2 separate regions of the Zea mays genome follow, and region 1 is linked to region 2. A link is a contact called in public Hi-C data. All regions are on one chromosome and are shown on one strand. Each heading gives the region's core, a stretch centred on a gene start, on an enhancer-like site or on the middle of the called end of the contact. The rest is flanking DNA. Distances are from core to core; before and after follow the strand shown.

Region 1 (7,064 bases), core at 3,131-5,630, 590 kb after region 2:
CATCTCGTCAGTCGTCGCAGCAAACCAGTTGGGTACATGCGATGAGACTGAACGTAAAGGAGTGCTTGCTCTCTGCGATGGTGTCCTTGTAGCATCATGGACTACAGAATCTGATTCCTCCTCCACCACCACCACGACGACGACCTATTTTATACTGGTCTTCAGCTCATTAGTCTAGGTTTGTTTCGTTATCTTTTTGCATGGAGAGACCGATGATTGAGGTATGTATTTCTGTAAGATAAATTCATATCTTGCTTCAAAAAGTCAAAACTTTTTAAAATTTGCCAGTACGTCGAAAATAGTTTTGATATTTATGTCTTTGAATTGTTCTTTTATATATATTTTGTCACTTTTTTTTAAAAAAAGGCTAGCTCTTTTCAGAAGCAAGACGTGCTCTTGTTTTGAGACGGTAAGTGCAGCTTAAACTAGACTGCCTTTGACCATCCCATTATTGCACATTTGGGATTTCACATTTTCAAGTAGTGATGCCACGAGCGTGTGCGGGTGGAGCTGCCTCATATGTCACATGGATGTTCTGTGCCTATAGTTGTATTGAGTTGCTTGCATAAAAAATGTCCTATGTCGTATGGTGGATGCACACATCCAAGTTGAGATTTCTATTTAACGGTGTTTTAGAAACCGGAGTCCTAACCAAGTTCTAACCAACTAGTAAATTTATGTTGCGTGTCCTTGGTTTATCCTGGTCCGAAGACACAAAATTTATTTTAGTTCGGACAAAAGAAGACCTTACATTTAGCGGGAAGGGGAGGCTTGTATTATTTTGCACCTAAGTGCTCGTAGTACAAGGCCTCGGGCTCCTTTTATAGTCGCAAGGAGGAGACCAAAGAGTACAAGGGTTAGTGTACGGTTGTTGTGGTCAGAGGAGATGTGTCCGAGCCCTGTAGTGGCATGGCCAGCGGGATGACTCTCGTCCTTGTGTTCGAGCCCTGTAGCGGTGTGGCAGGCAGGATGGCCCTCATCCTTGTGTTGTCTTTTGGTCAGGAGAAGGATACCCGTAGCCTATTCTCTTGATGGGGTAGGGAGCCGTGGCTGGGCTCGGGAGCACGGACATGTGTCCGAGCCTTAGCCTGTACAGGGGTGAGGAAGTGTCGAGTTGGAGTAGTTGAAACAGTGCTTGACATGGTCTTCTGCGAGATTCGCGGGAGAGTATGTGGCATTTAATGCGCGTCTGCCGGGACAGTTGGTCGAGGTTGTGCTCGGGCAAGGCAGAGATTTCTCCCGAGGCCAAGGTCGGGATCAGACGCTATATGTAGTCACGCTCGGAGTGGTTGAAACAGTGGTCGGAGTAAGGGAATAGTGCATGTATTCGCGCCCTACGCATCGTCGTGGGCACTAAAGGTAAATTAGACCATAGTTGTGTTGTCCTTGTTGCCTTTGGCACCCTCAGCGGGGCATGTGAATGTACAGAAGCACGTTCTGGGGTCGAAAGTGATTGGCCGAGGCGGGTAGCTCCCGGAGTGTCATCCGAAACGCCCTTAGGTGAATCTAAAATACGCTTCTCGCCCGAGGCTGGTCTAGGACGAGTCGCGACTACGTCTCCCGCACGTGGTTGACCTCGAGCGAGACGTGACTCAATCTCCCGCTCGGGGTTGGCATCGAGCAAGTTGTGACTTGGGTCTCCCGCTCGAGGTTGGTCTCGGGCAAGTCATGGCTTGGGGTTGACCTCGAGCGAGTCGTGACATAGGTCACTCGCTCGAGGTTGGCCTCGAGCGAGTCATGACTTGGTAAGGTCGGAAGCGTGTTTTGTTTATGATCTCTTCTTACTCAAGTGTCTAAGCACTAAAGGGTTGTGATCTGGGTACGCCGAATTATGGTATCCGACACTATTATTGATGCATCACATCTGAAAACGAAACTGCATAGGCCCCTGCATCTGTTCATGTAAGCAACTAAACCTCTTCACAGATCATCATCTCGTCTGTAGCTACTACAAAGTCACTTCAGCTGAAACCTTTCTAATTTTCAGTCTAACGTAATCCATTTTCGCCCAGGATATTCGTTGTACATAGCACTCCAAAACCGAGAGGGGGAAAGGTACACCGTCCTCCTAGGACTTGGGAAAAGGCACTTATTAGCTGAATGTTTTGTACGGGAAGGAAAATGTCTGGTCCACCCCATTTCTGCTGCCGTGTGTGTGTGTGTGTGTGTGTGTGATCTGTGATACTAGCATGAAACCCCCGTGCCGTCAGTAGCTAGCTTGCTTGCTTGGAGTAGCGTGCCTGAAACATGGCTCGATCGGCGGCGGGTAGCTGAAAACGACGTACGCGTACAGCCCGGGGGGAAAGCACGGCCAAAACGACGGAAGAGCAGTAGAGTAGACCACGCAGCCAGAGCACGGCCGGTGGCCAGCAGCAGACAACGATGCGAGCACGTCAGCTCTACCAGCCCCCGTGCCCGACACTCGACTTGGTTCCAAACTCCCGAAGCACAAAAGCCGGGCTCGATTCTTGTGGACGCGTACAGCGAGTGGCATGCATACCGGCCTGTGTAGCGGTCACAAGTACGTGTGCACGTGCCTAGCTACATGTCAACATGACAGGAGTGAGCCCGGCCGAGCCTCTTGGACCGGCTGTGTACTGCGTGCGCTGTTGCAGGCTGCTCCGACCAAACAAGACGTCACGCGCACGCCTGGGAATTTGCCAGCCACCGTAGACGTCCTGCTCAGAAGCGCCCGGCGCCAAAAGGAGGGTGGCTGGGCCTGGGGGAGGAAGAAATCTCGCGTGCTTTGTTGGCCTTGGCCCCGGCGCCCGGCCGTCCTGTCTGTTCGACGGATCGCCAGAGCAGAGCACGTACGTACGTCGAGACGCGAGACCGACCACCGGGACAAGAACGGCCTCTTTCTTCTGACAGTAACCACCACCACCTCCACCAGTCGTGTCGTGTCCTTCAAACACGCTAAGCCGGGTGAATATTCGCCCGGCCGCCACGTGTGCAGGGCCCACACGCATGCAGCGCAACACCGTCCGTCGCTCCCTCCCCCTGCTCGCGGTACGGCGGCGCCTGTAGATCGAGAATCTTCGATCGTCCTGAGATCTGGATCATACTAGGTTTAATCAATCTGTCTACCCATAATACACATGGTCATGCAGCCTCCTACACACATAATCACACTGGCGACCGATGCTGATATATATATAGTCTATAGATAGCTAGAGAGAGCAGCTCTCTCTCTCGATCGATAGATGTACCGTACCTCCTGCATCGACCACATTCGATCGTAGCCACAGGAGCGGCACGGCTGATCGAGCGAGCGAGAGCTCTAGTCGTTGTCCTTGTCTGATCTCTTGGAAGAAGCGGAAGGATCCTTCCGGCTGTTCTCCTTCGCCATGACGCGCCGTTCCTGTCCATCAGACGGCGGGTCCTTCCTCTTCTCCTTCTTCTCCACGACGCGCTGTTCCTGTCCATCAGCCGACGCCGACGCCGATGGTGGGTCCTGCTTCCTCTTCTCCTTCTCCACGACGACGCGATTATGTTCCTGTACTCCATCAGATGGTGGGTGCTTCTTCTGCTCCAGCGCCGGCTCTTGTGAGCAGCAGCTCTGTTGGACTTGGAGACGCGGAGGAGGATGGTGACCAGCAGCCGCCGCTTCCTGCAGGTTCCTGGGGCCTCCTCCTCCTCCTCCCCGATCCTTCTTGTACGTCTCGAAGAACTCCCTGTTCTCCTTCTCTAGCTCCTTCCACACTGGCAGCGTATACATATATATAATGCCAAGAAGAAATCGTCAATGACACGTACGGCCGGCTGCTGGTAGGTTTTGGCGTCAACGCTAGCTAGCTATACTCTTGAATCTTGGTTAATCGCTTGCAAGAATAATGCCGAAGTGGAAACACGAGAGTAGAACAAGAATAGCCATCGAGAAGAAGAAGAAGAAAACGACGACGACGTACCGGTGGACGTGACGACGGGCATGATCTTGGCGTGCTTCTCCAACGTCTCCATGCACTCCTCCTTGTTCAGCTTGTAGCAGATGCACTTCTCGATCAGATGCTGCACCTGGATATCAGACATGCGTGCGCAATAATACGCACAGAACCTAGCTTGCATCAATCACCACCACCTTGCGTGCACGCCAGCACAAGAGGCAATCGAACCGTACTCTCAATGCACGGGCCGGGCGCGGAAGATAGTCCGCGCACGCGCGCGCGCGGCAGAACTTACCAGTCTGATGTACGAAGCCGCCGGAGACGAGGAGGCGTCGTCGTCCATGGCCGCCGCCGGCCGAGCTGCGAGAAACAACCGGCCGCCGGGGGGCCCCGCTGTCGTCTACGACACGGATCGGGGATCGAAGCGCTAGCTAGCTTCTCTGACGGATGCTGCCGCGGGACGTGTGCTGGAGGAGGTAGAGCTCGGCGATCGCGGGGGACGGGGATGGATGGAGAGCGCGGGCGGCGGGTAGCGCCGGCGGGGCGGTAGAAATAGAGGCGCGGGAGGAGAGGGAGACATGGCGCGATCGGGCGCATGCGCATGCCAGGCAGGGAGGGAGGGCGGCGTGGGGTCGAGCCGGTCACGTGGGTGCCGCCTCCCCATTCGCGGAGAGGCGCGGGAGGGGATTCTTGCGGGCCCACGCCTCGCCTCGCCTTACCCTTTTCGTTTGTGGTGAAACTTGGTTGCCAACCCTCCGCCGTTCCTTTCAGCCGATCGGCGGAGGCGCGTCCACTTGAGGACCGTCGGATCATTCACCGCGCCGGCGGTTGTCTTGGCTGGCTCGCCCTCGCACTAGGCGACAAGATAATTTGACCGTGCCCTGCGTGGCGAACATGTGGAAACAAAAAAGCGCGTGTCCTGTTTGAATTTGAAAATGGTTCGCAGTGCTGCAGGCTGTCCTACGTTCCGGATAGAGGGCGAACACATTCGCTGCTGTTCATACTGTTGTCTCGGGTGCTCACTACTGCTAGTGCTCCATCATACGGAGCCTTGGCCGCTCCTGGAATATGGGAGCCGCGGCCGGGTGGCACGGCTTTCTTTCGCCACTGGCTGCATAGCCCACCCACTCTCATCACATCTCCCGCCACGCGGCGCCTCCCCTTTGGCGGGCGAAATTGCGTCCGTACAGATAATTGGACGACTGACCCACACCGGGTACAGTACGACGGCCGTCAGATCCCATCCATCCGCCGGGAGGGAGACCAAACGGTATAAACCACCTAGCCCTCTTTCTCGCTTAGGTACTGTTACGTGCAATCATGCGACCCGAGACGAGACACGGAAGGCGGGAACCGAAAAGGCGTCATCCATGTTTCTATTCCATGCACGCCACGCACGCCACAGAAAAAATGCGCCCGGGAGAACAAGAAAAGGCAGAGGCCAAGGGACCGGTCACCTACTACAGTGCGCGCGTGAGATATTTCGAGTCCCCCCCCCCCCCTATCCACCGCGATCACAGGCCCGTCCGATCTCGTCCTCGAGTTCCGGGCGCCGCGACGTACACGTAGAAACAAAAGGCGGCCGAGAGCGATCGCCGAGCGGCGAGGTGCGATGCACCCAGTACGAAAAGCCTTTTGAGGTCTCGGTACTTGGTGGTGTCAAGCTCCGACGGCCCCAGCTTGACGGTCCTGCCGTCGCCGCCGCCGCTTCTTCTTCTTCTTGGAGAACACGAAGCTAAAAGCTAGCTAGCAGGCCCGTTACGTACTACGGCTACGTGCGATCGGAATCATGGCTGCCGCTAAAACCGGCTGACCCATGCGATGCGATGCGATGCGCGCGCGTTATCTGGCGAGAGCATGCGGCTGTGATGCGGGCCGGGCCCGGCCGGGCGTGTCGTGTTGCTGGCGAATTGGTGTCAGCGCGTGCGTCATTTCCCGCGGCTTCCCTGGCGCCGGCCCGCCCCCAGCCCCCCACCCCACGTCGTCGTTGTCGCCCGATCCGCGCACTGCACCGGAATGATGGGGGCGCGGATCGGCCGGAGGAAGGAAACGCGTGAGGCGGGCGGCGGTGCCGTGCGAGTCAGTCCCCCCGCCCCCCCGAGTTCTCTCTGGCTTTTCGCCGCGCGCGCAAAAACTCCACGGCCACCGGTGGTGCTGAATTGCTGATGCCGTGGACTAAGTCTAAACCGCATTGTGCATGTGCTGCTTTTTCTCCGATCCGCCGGTGGCTGCAGCTCGTCGCGGCGAGGATGAGATAGCTCGGCTAGGGTAACTAACGGGTGACTCCCGGGAGGGGAGGGAAGGAGAACCGAGAGCAGCCTCCAGGCCGGGCACGGGATGCAGCAGCAGCAGCGTTTCGCTGTCTGGACACGGACGTTTCGGTGCCAATCATGGCACAGAAGAAAAAAAAAAGACCCGGCTCGGCCCGGCACGGTGGAAGTGGAACACCCGCGGTACTAGATGACAGTTGCAGCGCGCTGCTTCGCCGTCGCCGGCGGTCTCTAACGTTGACAGGATCGATGCTCCGCAGACGCTTCGCGTTGCCGCAGGAAATCACGAAAACGATGGCCGGATGGAATCAGAGCGATACCAGCAGGGGGAGGAAAAAAAAAGAAGACACTCTGTAAAGAAATATAGGCTGTGTTTTTTAGGACAATTCACGCACCAGTGGTCAATCTAATCAGTGAACAGTATGTGGACAAGCAAGCCATAAGCAGGCACTACAAAAAAAATAATCTCTCCCAAACGTGCTCTCCAAGACTGAATAGACTATAAGAACATGTGGAGCAGATCGATGCAGTACAGCATGGCTTTGAGCTGGCAACTACATTTTCTTCGAGCTTTCAACAACAGGAAAAATCTAGGTGATGTATCTGTCCTGTTGCTCCTGGGCCAGACGAGCCGAGGATTGGGCATCCGAACAGAGACCTCTAGCTTCCTCAAGATCAGCCTCATAGAGAACATAAGCTCAGAGATGCAAATACTTGCAGGTAGTGAAAGCTCGGTAGATATACCTTGCAGATCTTTTCCCTTTACTAGTTAGTCTTTGCAACCAAGTTGGCAGGGTGACAGTAACTGAATAGCATGTCTGCAAAGAGGGAGAAAAAAAAGATCTGTTATCATCATTTCTCACTTGCTATGAAGGGAGGAGGAGGAGGAGGAGGAGGAGGAGGAGGAGAA
Region 2 (7,639 bases), core at 4,229-6,728:
AAAAGATTATTGCTAGTAAATATATTAAGGGAAAACCCCTTATTGTTGTTAAACAAAAACAAAATGACTCTCCTTTCTGGAAAAAGCTTCTGAGTTTAAGGGACAGCTTTTACAAATATTGTAAAACTGATGTGGGTAATGGTTTGAAAACTAGTTTCTGGAAAAGCACTTGGTTGGGTGACCAACCGTTGGCTAGTCAGTTTCAAGTTTTGTTTGACTTGACTTATAACAAAGATGTCTCTGTTAACGAAGTTTTCACTTCAAATTTTGAATCCCTGTCTTTCAGAAGAAGGATTGTGGGTAATCTGAAGTTATTATATGATGATCTGATTGATTATTGTAAGCAGATTAGTCTATCTGATCATGATGATAGAATTGTGTGGTCTCTGGGGAATAAAAACTTCTCTGTTAATTCTTTATACAGAAAGAAAATGGAAAATCAATCTTTAATTCCATATAAATTTTTGTGGAAATCTAAACTGCCTCATAAAATTAAGATTTTCTTCTGGTTAGTGGTAAGAAATAAGATTCTTACTAAAGATAATTTGAGAAAAAGATGCTGGATTGGCTCCTTAAACTGCTGTTTTTGTGGGGTAGATGAATCTATTGATCACTTGTTTTTTTACTGCCCCATTGCTCAATACATGTGGAGAGTTATTCAAGTGGCCCTGAATTTGAGATCTATTCCAAAAAATATCAAAGATTTGTATGATAACTGGTTTTGTAAACCAAAAGACATGATGGCTCAGCTGGTGTTATTTGGTTGTGGTGCTTTATTCTGGGCTATTTGGCGCACTAGGAATGATTGGTGTTTTGGAAATAGTCATTTACTTGACCCATCTAACATCATTTTTCTTTGCTGCTTCTGGTTGGATTCTTGGGCGATTCGTCAGAAAAAGAAGGTGCAAAGAATGGTGGTGCTAGGAAGCAGGTTAATCCGAAAGACGGCAAGTGAAGCTTTCGGGAGGGCCTTGGGGTGGTGTCCTCTTGACAGGCGGATTTCTGGTTGACATAAAAGATGCTGAAGCCGTGAAAACTTGTTGGGATAGTTGTTTGTCTTTTGTTGGCCTTTCTGGTCAGGTCTTTTGTGGCTTCTGCCTGTCTTGATGGGTTGTATATAAGAAAGTCTTATGTAGCTCTTCGTAGGCCAAAACTTCCTCTGTTATCGTAGTCTCTTCACTGATCTTGCGTTAGTGTTTAGAGTCTAGATAACTCTCTGGCCGTGGCTGTTCTGTTTGGAAGTCCTACCGCGTAGGTGCAGTTGTTTCATACATTCCTATTTCTTAATGAAATAGGGGGCTTCGCCCCTTCGTCAAAAAAAAAAAAAACTACACTTCCGTACCGAAATATAGACCGTTATTTCTATTAATATAGACCATTATTTCTATATATCCAAAAGATTATGGGCCTGCCTCACTTGCCATATTTTTCTTAATTTTTCTGTTTTAAATGACTAATCTTAAAAAAAGTGTAATATAGTTAGCCACATGCTCAGCAGATTTTCACAGTTAGCCACGAACTCAGCGGATTTTCACATTTTATCTTTCAATCAGACTGTATGTAGCGAGGTAACACTGTTTCCAGCAGCTCCTATCACAATATCACATTCTATTTCAAACTTAAGTCTACAAATCTCCTCTTTTAAACAATCTGCTACGGACAGTGTAAATCCTCTATACGATCGGTTGTGGTCTGCGGACAGTCTAGGCTCATCTTATGCTCTTCGAGCGAGTCAGCGCTCTCTTTTTTTTCATTTTATTCAATACGACTGTGAATTCGTAGCTCCTAAGGAGGTAACGAATGAACAACTCGAAGGCGATCAATAGATTTACGAAAACAAATTAGGAACTAAAACTTATATTTATTAAGAAGTTCGACCACAGCCCACAGACTGTGGACACCACCCCATCTCACAGACAACCTTCAGAGTTCAGGAGTACTTCAGACCACACCAAAACAAACCGCCCGATGCTAACCAATTTAATCGACCTCTTCGATCTTGGGACCAGCACCGCTCCCACCAGACGGGGCATCCTCGTCCATGCCAGCCGCATCGCCCATGCCCGCGCCAGCGCCTTGGTACATCTTGGCGATGATGGGGTTGCAGATGCCCTCGAGCTCCTTCATCTTGTCTTCGAACTCGTCCACCTCAGCTAGCTGGTTGCTGTCCAGCCAGCTGGTGGCGCTATCGACGGCGTCCTCGATCTTTTTCTTGTCATCTGCCGAGAGCTTGGAGGCGATCTTGTCATCCTTGATGGTGTTCCTCATGTTATAGGCATAGTTCTCGAGCGTGTTCTTAGCGTCCACCTTCTTCTTGACCTCCTCGTCCTCGGCCTTGTACTTCTCAGCCTCCTGCACCATCTTCTCAATCTCCTCCTTGCTAAGCCGGCCCTTGTCGTTAGTGATCGTGATCTTGTTCTTCTGGCCGGTGGTCTTGTCCTCAGCAGAGACGTTGAGGATGCCATTGGCGTCGATGTCGAAGGTGACGGTGATCTGGGGCACGCCGCGGGGAGCAGGAGGGATGCCCGAGAGCTCGAACTTGCCGAGGAGGTTGTTGTCCTTGGTCCTCGCGCGCTCACCCTCGTACACCTGTATCAGGACGCCCGGCTGATTGTCGGAGTACGTCGAGAAGACCTGCTCCTTCTTGGTCGGGATTGTGGTGTTCCTCGGGATAAGCACCGTCATGACGCCACCTGCAGTCTCCAGGCCGAGAGACAGTGGCGTGACGTCGAGTAGGAGCAGGTCCTGCACCTTCTCGTTGCCCTCGCCACTGAGGATGGCGGCCTGTACAGCCGCGCCGTACGCCACAGCCTCGTCGGGGTTGATGCTCTTGCAGAGTTCTTTGCCGTTGAAGAAATCCTGCAGCAGCTGCTGCACCTTGGGAATGCGGGTGGAGCCACCGACGAGCACGACGTCGTGCACGCTGCTCTTGTCCATCTTGGCGTCGCGCAGGCACTTCTCCACAGGTTCCATGCACTTGCGGAACAAGTCCATGTTGAGCTCCTCAAAGCGAGCCCTGGTGATTGTAGAGTAGAAGTCGATGCCCTCGAACAAGGAGTCGATCTCAATGGTCGTCTGGGCGGTCGATGACAGCGTGCGCTTGGCGCGCTCGCACGCCGTGCGCAGCCGGCGCAGTGCACGAGGGTTGCCGCTGATGTCCTTCTTATGCTTGCGCTTGAACTCTTGGACGAAGTGGTTCACCATGCGATTGTCGAAATCCTCGCCTCCAAGGTGAGTGTCACCCGCAGTGGCCTTCACCTCGAAGATGCCCTCCTCGATGGTGAGGAGCGACACGTCAAACGTGCCACCACCAAGGTCGAAGATGAGCACGTTCTTCTCGCCAGAGCTGCTCGCCTTCTTGTCAAGACCGTAGGCAATAGCAGCAGCAGTGGGCTCGTTGATGATACGCATCACATTGAGGCCCGCAATGACACCGGCGTCCTTGGTGGCTTGCCTCTGCGAGTCGTTGAAGTAGGCCGGCACTGTCACCACTGCATTCTTGATAGTAGAGCCGAGGTAGGCTTCAGCAATCTCCTTCATCTTGATGAGCACCATGGAGGAGATCTCTTCAGCAGCGAACTGCTTCTCCTCACCCTTGTAGGAGACTACAATCATAGGCTTGTCACCAGGGCCAGGGATGACCTTGAACGGCCATAGCTTCATGTCACTCTGCACTGACGGGTCAGAGAACCTCCTGCCGATCAACCGCTTGGCATCTGCAGTACAATGAAATGAACAAAGATGTGTGAGTAACAGCGGTCAGCACTAGGTAGAAGGCATAGAGCAAGATACTTATTGTGGGCATTATAGCAAAAAATAGGGGGAGCTACAATATGTAAAAACAAGCACGTATCAATAAACCCAATTTTCCTGTTTATGTTTATCGGTGAGCCCGGATATTTTTTCTTTGTCAGCCGAAATTTTCAAATTTTTTGAATTGGCACTGTCAAATGTTTAAATTAGAAGTCAGTTGGTCTATATGTCTTCTTATGCTCTCCTAGTATACTAAAACCCTAAATTTTTTCTCTATACTTAATTGGTTGTGTCTAAATATAATCTAGATGATATTTAAACAAACTGAGTCATTTTCTTTAAATTTAAATTTGTAACGAAAAAATTTGCCACCAATAGGTCTGATAATCCTGTTTATCGCCAACCTCCCATACAATATTGATAAAATGAACCCTGATGCCAATACGTTATCAGTTGGCACATACTAAAAGAAGGCAAGCAGAGCAAAAAGGAAACTCTTTCTTCTTTATTTTATCACAAAAAATGAGCAGGGCAATGCATCAAAATACTATCAGATACTTATTATCACAACAAATGAGCAGCGCAATGCATCAAATGCTGTCAGTTATATTTCTTCGGACAACAAGAATTTACAACAAGGGCACACTTAGTTTTGCAACAGCCAACGAGCAGAGATAACCATCAAAATCATGTCAGTTATTAGATGTATTTATTCAGACAGTAACAATTTAATAGCAAACAAACACGAAGGAGAAATTAGGAGTATCTAATTTTGACACATAGTAAGCTACGCAGACTAACCAACTATACTATCCACCTATAGTATGCATCCCTATCGCGAATTTAACAGCAAACTTCTGAATAAGCGTCCTATAACAACAACAGGAGCATAAGTACCACTAAGACCAAATTATATTTACCAACAAGACCAAATTACACGCTGCTCATATTTTTTGAGTAGATTCCATCTTTGAGTACATGTTCCTTTGTCTGTTACTACAGAGCACGGTAATTATTCAGCATATAGAGAGCACGATTTCAGAATTTAAACTGTACATCCATTGATCCAACTTAAGCACTCGCGCATACTAGAGGCTCTAAGCATTGAGAGAAACATGGCAGTTCGCGCATACTAGAGGCTCTAAGCATTGAGAGAAACATGGCAGTGGCACCAGCAAGTCAGAGCTAGGAGTGAGCACGTACCGAAGACGGTGTTGGTGGGGTTCATGGCCACCTGGTTCTTGGCGGCGTCGCCGATGAGCCGCTCGGTGTCGGTGAAGGCGACATAGGACGGCGTGGTGCGGTTGCCCTGGTCGTTGGCGATGATCTCCACCCGGTCGTGCTGCCACACGCCGACGCACGAGTAGGTGGTGCCGAGATCGATCCCGATCGCCGGACCCTCGCCCTTCGCCATTGCCACCAGCTAGAGAATCGCTCTCCCGAACGAAAGAAGGAATCTAAAAGAAGTAGCAGAGCAACTCGAGATCTAGAGAAATGGAGGGAAATTGGATTGCGTGCTTTGCTTTTGCAATGATAGTTGAAGTTGAGGAAGGGAGGAGGCAGCGCGTGGGTTTTTATCGTGGTGTGGACGTGGTTTCGGGAACGTTCGAGCGCGGCGGAGACCTACCGTTGAATTCAGATCGGAGGGGCGTTCCGGAAGGGTCTGGATGGTGCGGTTCGGGAGACAGGCTAATAGCGGCGTGACAAGTGGGAACACGTTGGCCCCGGCTGGGGCGCCTCGGCGCGGACACCTGGGGCTGGGTAGAGATGTCCAAACGGGCCGCCTGGCCCGGTCCGCCAGGCACGATTAAAAAACCGGGCCGGGCCGGCTAAGCACGCGGGCTCAATTTCTTGTCTGAGCCCGGCCCGAACGGGCCTAAACGTGCCGGGTCGGCCCGTTTAGCACGAAAAAAGCGGGCCGAAAAGCGGGCTATGCGGGCCGAAAAACACGTTTTAGTGTAAAAAAAGCGGGCTTAACGGGCTTAGAGCTAAACGGGCCGTGCCGGGCTAGCCCACCGTGCCTAATTTCCTATCCGAGCCCGGCCCGCTTATTCGTGTCGGGCCGGCCCGGGCCCACATATAACCGGGCTGTGCCGGGCTCGCGGGCCTCGTGCTTATTGGACATCTATAGGCCTGGGAGCCGCTCCGGGCTTTGCCTCTTTGGGCGCGTGATAGAATTCCTGGTGGCTTCCAGGCTTCCACTGTGTTCTACTGTTCTAGGCGATGGCTCGACGCCAGAAAATTTATGACATAGTTTAAAATAAATTAGGCTTCCACAGTTAGACCTTGTTCGGTTATTCCCAATACACATGAATTGGATGAGATTGCAAAATTTTTTTAAGAAGTTTGACTTGTTTGGGATTAAAATCCATCCAATCTCACTTAATCCACATGGATTGAGAGCTAACGAACAAGCTCTTAGGCTTCCAGGCTTCCACAGTCAGACTTCCACTGTGGTCGAGATCTGGCGCCGATGGCGGAGAACGCCAGAAAATTTAGGTGTTATTAACGCAACAAAGACTAAAAATTTATGACATAGTTTAAAATAACTTGTAGCTATAAAATAAGTAATAGATGTTGAAAAATATCTTATTTAATAGTAATCTTGGTTACAATCTATTTACAACCAAATGCCATATAACGAATAAAATATGGGAAAAAAAGAAAAAAATGAGTTATCAATGGCAAATTGAAGTAAAAATTGTTGAACAAGTGAAATAAGAATATACCTTTAGTTGAGTCTAGTTGTAGGAGATCTGGACAATTGCATTTGTCTAGTTTTTTTTATTTTGAAATGTCTTCTTGATTTTCTGAAGGTCGAGTCATTTAAAAATTTCTCTTTCAATGTAGCACACCATCAAGTCATTTAACCAACCATCGGACATCTTGTTGCGCAACTTAGTCTTAATAATCTTCATAGCCGAGGAGACCCTTTCCACTGTTGCAGTCGCCACCGGTAGCAACAATGCTAACTCAATAAGTCGATATACCAGTGAAAACACAATATGCCTCTCAAGCTGAACCGTTGTCTTTGATAGACTAGCAAGATCACAACAAGTTTTGAACTCTTCAATTCTTTGTACATGAATAATAAAAGTTTTTAGCTAATCTCTTATAGTCTTGCAATCATCAAAAGAAAAATCATCATAATAAATATCCGCGAGCCGAGCAAGCTTATCCACATTAAACTTAGAGAACGAATCTCTTGGGTCAAGACAAGAAAAACACACAAGCAACTCTTGAGATAGCTCATTAAAGCGATGATCAAACTCTGTGGTGATAGAAGCGATGCTATTGCTAGGTGGCAGAGAGGCAACACAAGATGCAGTTCGAGGAAATGACTGAGAAGAAGAAATGAGCAATTGTTTTTGAACCGACCGATAAAGAAACTATGTTTTAGGGGACGCCGCTGAATCTGGCACTCATATCACTGATATCGGGGACCGAATTTAGGGAGACATTGCTAGAGATGATAAAAATATAGATGCTAGAATCTTTTAAAGTATGTTATAATGGACAGAGAATATTATTTTAAAGGATAAAATTTAGGCGACATTGTTATAGACAGTTGTAGAGAGTGTTTGAATCATTAGAGCTAACAGTTAGTTGGTTAAAAAGTTACTAGTGGAATTAGATAACTAACTATTTATTAATTTGCTAAAAGTAGCTAATAGCTAAAATATTAATTATATTGTTTACATGTTTTCAGCTAATTTTAGCAGCTAACTATTAACTCTAGTCAATTCACACACCCTTAGAACTTAACATAACTTTAAATTGCAAATATGGTACATACGAAATACTGAAAACCTGGTACATTTGAACATGACAAGTCCTTTATTGGCCTTTTAGACGATGTTCCAACATTCTAGCATTTGATAGGGTC

Evidence for each region. A called contact is a pair of places that touch in the nucleus more often than the background predicts.
Region 1: a contact with region 2 is called in a Hi-C map of leaf mesophyll, with 2.1 times the contacts expected there. The contact joins the promoter of LOC100275821 here to the promoter of LOC103651028 in region 2. A contact is called at or near these places in 2 of 25 Hi-C or Micro-C datasets (ear and leaf mesophyll).

What each region holds. Positions count from the first base shown.
Region 1 is chr3:186,792,730-186,799,793 of Zm-B73-REFERENCE-NAM-5.0, forward strand. It overlaps LOC100275821 (plant-specific domain TIGR01589 family protein expressed), which reads right to left and starts at 4,381. Exons shown (of 4, transcript NR_175400.1): 1 at 4,180-4,381; 2 at 3,909-4,014; 3 at 3,215-3,702; 4 at 2,458-3,054. LOC103651034 (metal tolerance protein 5) reads left to right here. Exons shown (of 6, transcript XM_035966385.1): 6 at 1-314.
Region 2 is chr3:186,197,158-186,204,796 of Zm-B73-REFERENCE-NAM-5.0, forward strand. It overlaps LOC103651028 (heat shock 70 kDa protein-like), which reads right to left and starts at 5,479. Exons shown (of 2, transcript XM_008676621.2): 1 at 4,957-5,479; 2 at 1,828-3,716. The coding sequence starts at 5,167. The coding sequence ends at 1,981. LOC109944875 reads left to right here. Exons shown (of 3, transcript XM_020550428.1): 3 at 894-1,328.